Linked DNA regions of Mus musculus: region 2 is linked to region 1. The links are chromatin contacts, called in public HiChIP or PLAC-seq maps. All regions are on one chromosome and are shown on one strand. The core of a region is the stretch at or near the end of the contact, and the rest is flanking DNA. Distances in the headings are between cores, read along the strand shown.

Region 1 (2,776 bases), core at 110-2,609:
GGTGACAAAACTGTGGGAAGAGAAAAGACACTGTTAGATGAAGTTCAGTCTGGTATACATGGAGGGGCTGTGTAGAGCTCAGCGGGGGAGGGCAGGTAGAAAAAGGGGACTCAAAGTGACCTGCTTCTCCTGCAGGTTTTCTAAGATAAGCTTGTGGAGTAGAAAGGGCCTGAACAGCAGCCATAGAGACAATGCTGTTGAGAACTGCCTTTGCCTTCTTGGCCTTGGTTTCCCCATTGGATCTGAGTGTGTGACTGACTATAAGTATATGAGGACCATCCCTTGTTCTTAAGGAAAAACCTTTGGACCAGGGAGGGCCGGGGTATGTAACTCACACTACAGCTTCTTTGGGACACCTGCTGCTGGTGATCCTCTTGTAGCTCTCCAGCCTACTCATTGGGATCATCTTGCTGGTGAATGAGTAGCAGCAGGTGAGTGGGGCGTTAACTGCATCTGGAGAGTAAAAGAGAAGCACATTAGGACAGGAAAGATGCTTCTGACCTTAGAGAAGAGAAGGACCACGGGGAGAAGGCAGTTTCAGCAGGATGGGATATAAATGCCAATACATCAGATCTGGGATGTGATCTTTGACAACAGACTCAGTTATTTGCAGCTTAAAGTAGGCTCACAGTCTTGGGTAGAGGGATGCCATTAAAACTATGTGACTCTGGGGACTGTCATTTGGGGGAGTTAGAAGTCAAATTACTATGACCTGAGAAGATTACCTGAGTACATTACTGTAGGCTGCAAAAAAAAAAAAAAAAAAAAAAAAAAAAAAAAAATCAAATCATGAGTATCTCTGATCCCAACCACCTCCGCTAAGCTGCTATCTCTGGAAGCAGGGCTGGGTGAAACACAGCTCGGATCTTGGATCTCTTCCCCTTTCTCCTCTATCTGGAAAAAGGCACCAACCCAAGCCTCTGTTTGATCACCCAGGTTCCCAAATACTGAGGGAAGTAACTGGAACAGGAACTATATGAAGGTGTGATTCCAAATTTAGATCTAACAATTAAAATTCTAGTTGCTTTCCAGAAGCAATCTTGTAATTGGGTTGGCTCTTTGTCCTTCCTTCTTTATGCTCCTTATCTTGGTTAAAGAAAAAAAAAAAAGTACCTGACCATGTGAGACTATGCTATCACAATCCACGACAATTCAAAAATGGGGTGATATGCTGGGAAGGGAGCTGGGGGGGTCTCACCTGGCTGAGCCAACACGTGGATGCTCCAGCCGGCAACTGTGAACAGCAGGCCCAGAAGCATGACAGGGACCTGCATGGTGGTGGAGGAAGAGAGAGCTGGCTTCAGTGAGAGTTGGCTGGTGCTGGTGCTGGGCTGGCCTTCCTCCCGTCTGGCTCTCTGCACTTCTGGCTGCTCTGAGGCAGCCTTTTATTGTAAGCCAGGGGGGTGGAGTCAGGCAGGGTGCTTGGTGCCAAGGAGTAGCATCACCCTGGATAAGTGATGGAAAGTGGAAGTTGAATCCGCTGAGTAAGTGCAGAGCCCTCGGGTGTTTCCAGGAAGTGGAAGAGAGAAACTGTGGGTTGGAATTTGGTATTTTTCTAGCCACTCCTGGGAGCAAATGAAGCTGCGCAGGGAGTAGGGGGGGGGGGGGGGAAAGAGGGAAGAATTGGCAGTAATTGTACTACTGTGACCACAAGTGTGAATGGAGTGGCTCTGCTTTCACTGAAATAAAAGGAAGTGGCCAAGGAACCTAAAGTCCTTAGGAAGAAGATGCTTGGAAACACAGCCTAGCTTGCCCCTGGCTCAAGGAACCTTGCAGCTGGGAAAGGACCCCCAGTAAGTCGGCTGAGTCCTTGGTTATCAGGCCTTGTTGAATACAGCATTCTCTCCACTTGGTGGTTACCAGATATTTTGCAGCACTAAGAAGCTTTGTGACATTGATATGAACTGTCTGAGTTGTAAAAGTCCAGACCTGGAAAGCCATATACATGAGCTCATGGTGCAGAAGAAATTTCTATATAAAACTCACCTAGTGCTTACTCTGGGCCAGGAGTGGTTGGAACCCTTCACAGTGCAGTCTCTAATTTCCCCAGCTCTGGTAAGTAGATGCTGTTACTCCCCATTCTCAGATCAGGCAGCTGAGGTCCAGAAGGGTCATGTAGGTAACTGCCCTAAGAGTCCCTGGAACAGGACCCAGGTAGCTCCAGCCTGGCTATCATCACATTACCTTCAAACTAACAGACAGCTAACGGGCCATGGAGAAACATGCCTTTTGGTTAAGTCATGATGAATTAGAAGCCTGTGTGTTAGCGTTTACTACTCCTGGTAGCTCTCTGCCCTGTTTCCTTCGTGATTTCCAGGGACCATGAGTGAGCCAACTGGAATGTCTGGCTTAATTCAGCTTTCCAGGTTTAGATTTCTTCACAAACAGTGTGATCAAAGCGATAAAATCTGAAAGCCCTTAGAATTCATTTCAGCAGACTCTTGATAAAAAGAGTGGCGCTCTCACATGCGTGCCAGTGGCTGAGCGGAGTCTTCCACTCAGGTATCTTGATTTCCTCCTTCCTCTGTAGCATCCTTTTGAGTCTTTCCTGATTGGCAGAGTTGTACCCAAGATTTGTCTTTCATAGAGAGTCGTGGAGACAATGACTGTAAAGGAATGGGGGGATGCTTGGAAGAGAACAGTTCTGAAGTTAATATATTTGTGATAGGAAATAAGCTTTATCAAACAAGCTGCTGTGTTTATTCCATGGCAAGTGGTCCTTAGCAGCATTGTGATGGCTTACCAGGAGCCAGGCATAGTCAGTTGTCAAAAACCT
Region 2 (2,776 bases), core at 188-2,687, 1.0 Mb before region 1:
AGACTTGTTCCTTCACAAAAAAAAAAAAAAAGGCTGGGTGATCTACAAACCCAGGCATGTAAACTCATTAACCACCCTGCAGTTTTAGGTCTGCTTTACCATTCAGACTCCCATCCGCCGCTCCCACCCCAACCCCCCAACCCCCAACCCCCCCAACCCCCAAAATGCTAGTGTCGACTAGAGAAAGTTCTCAGAGACTTTGGTCTGGAATTTAAAGTGTCTTGTTAGCTGTCCTCAGAGGGAAAGAGCATGGCATCCAGATGCAGGCACTGCAGATTGGCAGGCAAACACAGAGGCAGGAGCAGTAGTAGCTGCCTCTTGGAGGAAAAGAAGAGATGGAGAATTCTTTGCACACCTCTGAAAGTGCTTGGCAGTTGGTGGAAGAGAACATTATAAGCTTTTCAGGGCTCTAGTGCACCTATCTCGTTTCTCATCTTGAATACAGTTCCCCTTCTTCCTGTCGCTCAGACACATTTACTTATCCTCCCACAGGATCCAGTGGGGAACCCTCAAGATGCTCTGATGACCAGCAGGAGCCTGATTTCCTAGGGACTAGAGGCTGCTTATTTCTTCTCCTGCCCCTGCTAACTGTGCCAGGTGCCTGCTGTGTGTGGATAAAAGGGCCCCACACACCACAGATATCTCTCCCCCTTCCTCTCCCCTTCTCCTCCTCTGCTCTCATTTCTCTCAACCTTACCTCCTGTGTGTTTCCATGTCTCTCTCTGCCTGTCTGCCCTTTTCCCTCCTTACTGTTTCAACTCTGAGGCACCTTTCACTCTCCTCTCCCAAATAAACCTCTTACACGAGATCTGTTGCATGACATATTTTCTCAGGGATACACCATGGCACAGACCTGCCAAAAGTACCCAACGCCTGGCTTGCATTTTCATCCTCCCACCGTCTGCCTCAATAGTTCAGGCTCAGGCCAAGCAGAACCTAAGCTCTCTCCCTGGTCCTCCCCTGAACCAAGAAGACACAGGCATTTGCCCTCCCAGACAGCTCACCAGGTGCCTAATCCCTTCACAGCCGGTTTGTTAACACTTTGTTAAAATGGGCTACCAAGGCTCTAAGGAGCCAAGATGCCAGTAGAGACAGAAACTAACCATGGTCCCAGAGCAACTAGACTGTACCCAGGGTTGGAAGTGAGGGACAGAAATGACATTAGGGGTAGGACTTGAGTAGACTATATGTCTGTGGTTACTTACCTCTGAGTTCTGTGGTTGCTTTGCTCAGTTGCCTCAAGTCTAGTACCCATGTCAGCAGTCTTGGTAAAGCAGGCTAGTGTCACCTGAGAAAGACCCTCTGTCTGCAACAAGTCCTGGCCAGCAGATGTCTTCGCCGGTGGGCTTTGGCACTTGGAAGAGTTCTAACTGCAGCCCTGGTTGTGTGTTCACCTCTAAGCCCATGTGAGTTCTTTGTTCCTTGCTGCATTAAAGCATTGCACAGACTGGTGGAAGACTGGAAATCCCAGAACTGTCACCCTCCAGGAAGTGAAAGCCCTGCCTCCACTTTTCTATTGGGCAGACTGTAACACAAGCTCACAGTTGACTAGTCAGATTTCTATCTGCCTCAGGCATTCCCAAGCAGCAAAGTCCATTTGCTCAAAAGAGCAGGTGCCCTTGTTAACGCCTTTAGAGTCCCTCCAGTCCCGGGTTTAAGATGGGCACAGCAGGATCCTCTCTGCCAGCAGATTCCTTCTCTCTATGGGATTCCCAGGGCTACCCTAAAGCAGTACACCTCTTTTGCTACTTTGTTACAGTAACACCTCCCTAACCAGCCTTAAGAAACTGATTGGGGAGGGGGGGTGGGGTGGGAGAGGGGGCTTGAGGGAAGGGAAAGGGAGTTGGGGGTGGATGGGAGAGGGAGTTGGGGGAGGAAGGAAGGACCGGGGCCAGGACCAGGAAAGGGGATAACATTTGAAATGTAAATAAAGAAAATATCCAATAAAATAAATATTAAAAAAGAAAAGATAAGAAAAGAAAAGAAATAGGGCTGGAGAGATGGTTCAGTGGATAAGAGCACTGACTGCCCTTCCAGAGGTCCAGAACTCCACTGTCCCTCCAGCCTAAGGGTCCAGAACAGGGCTCTTTCTTCCCTGTGGGCTGTTTCATTGCCTGTCACCACCAGACCAGCTCTGAGGAAACTGACTCAGAGACCTTTAGAATCTCTTTCTTAATCTCTAATTTAAGAAATAAAGTACAGGAGGTTTCTGGAGTTCTCGTGGGTTGATGGAAACATGCAAAAACGTAAAGGAGAATATTTGCATCAGTAATGAAGAAGACCAAAAATGAAGAAAGACAAAATTTTCCTTCTGTACTTGTCAGGAGGTGAAAGAAGAAGTTGCTAGGGGGAGTCCAATGAGTCACCCTCCTCCAGTATCCCAAGCACAACCTCTTGCTCAGAACTGTACCCTCCCGTTCCTAAGGAATGTCACAAGACTAGCCAGAGACCAGGGCAAGCCAACAACCAGGGCTTTGAGGGACATGAGGAAGAAAAGAACAGGGGTAGGGAAAGTGGGGGAGCCAGGGAGGAGCAGCATCTGGACAGAGGCAGCTGCTGGGTGGAGAAAGTCCAGTGCCCATGCTCTGTGTGCCTGAAGTCTTCTCTTCTTTCTCTCCCCTCTTCACTCTCCTCCCTCCTCCCTCCTCCTCCTCCTCCTCCTCCTCCTCCGAGCTCCTCCTCCGAGCTCCTCCTCCGAGCTCCAGTTCAGTTCCAAAGTCAGTGAGAAGGAATTCAACTCCAAAGGTCTGGGATTAGAACTGCAGCAAACTCTGGG

What was found. HiChIP or PLAC-seq counts read pairs in DNA pulled down with a chosen protein or histone mark.
Region 2: a contact with region 1 is called in an H3K27ac HiChIP or PLAC-seq map of bone marrow-derived dendritic cells, with 4 times the contacts expected there. The contact joins the promoter of Slfn2 here to the promoter of Ccl2 in region 1. A contact is called at or near these places in 1 of 39 promoter capture datasets (hippocampal neurons), 1 of 115 datasets of contacts at active chromatin or transcription factors (bone marrow-derived dendritic cells) and 1 of 9 other capture datasets (macrophages).

Annotation. Positions count from the first base shown.
Region 1 is chr11:82,034,160-82,036,935 of GRCm38.p6, reverse strand. It overlaps Ccl2 (chemokine (C-C motif) ligand 2), which reads right to left and starts at 1,359. Exons shown (of 3, transcript NM_011333.3): 1 at 1,199-1,359; 2 at 336-453; 3 at 1-10. The coding sequence starts at 1,274.
Region 2 is chr11:83,063,773-83,066,548 of GRCm38.p6, reverse strand. Slfn2 (schlafen 2) reads right to left here and starts at 1,437. Exons shown (of 2, transcript NM_011408.1): 1 at 1,206-1,437. The coding sequence starts at 1,255. Gm20234 (a long non-coding RNA gene) reads left to right here. Exons shown (of 2, transcript XR_388923.4): 2 at 493-808.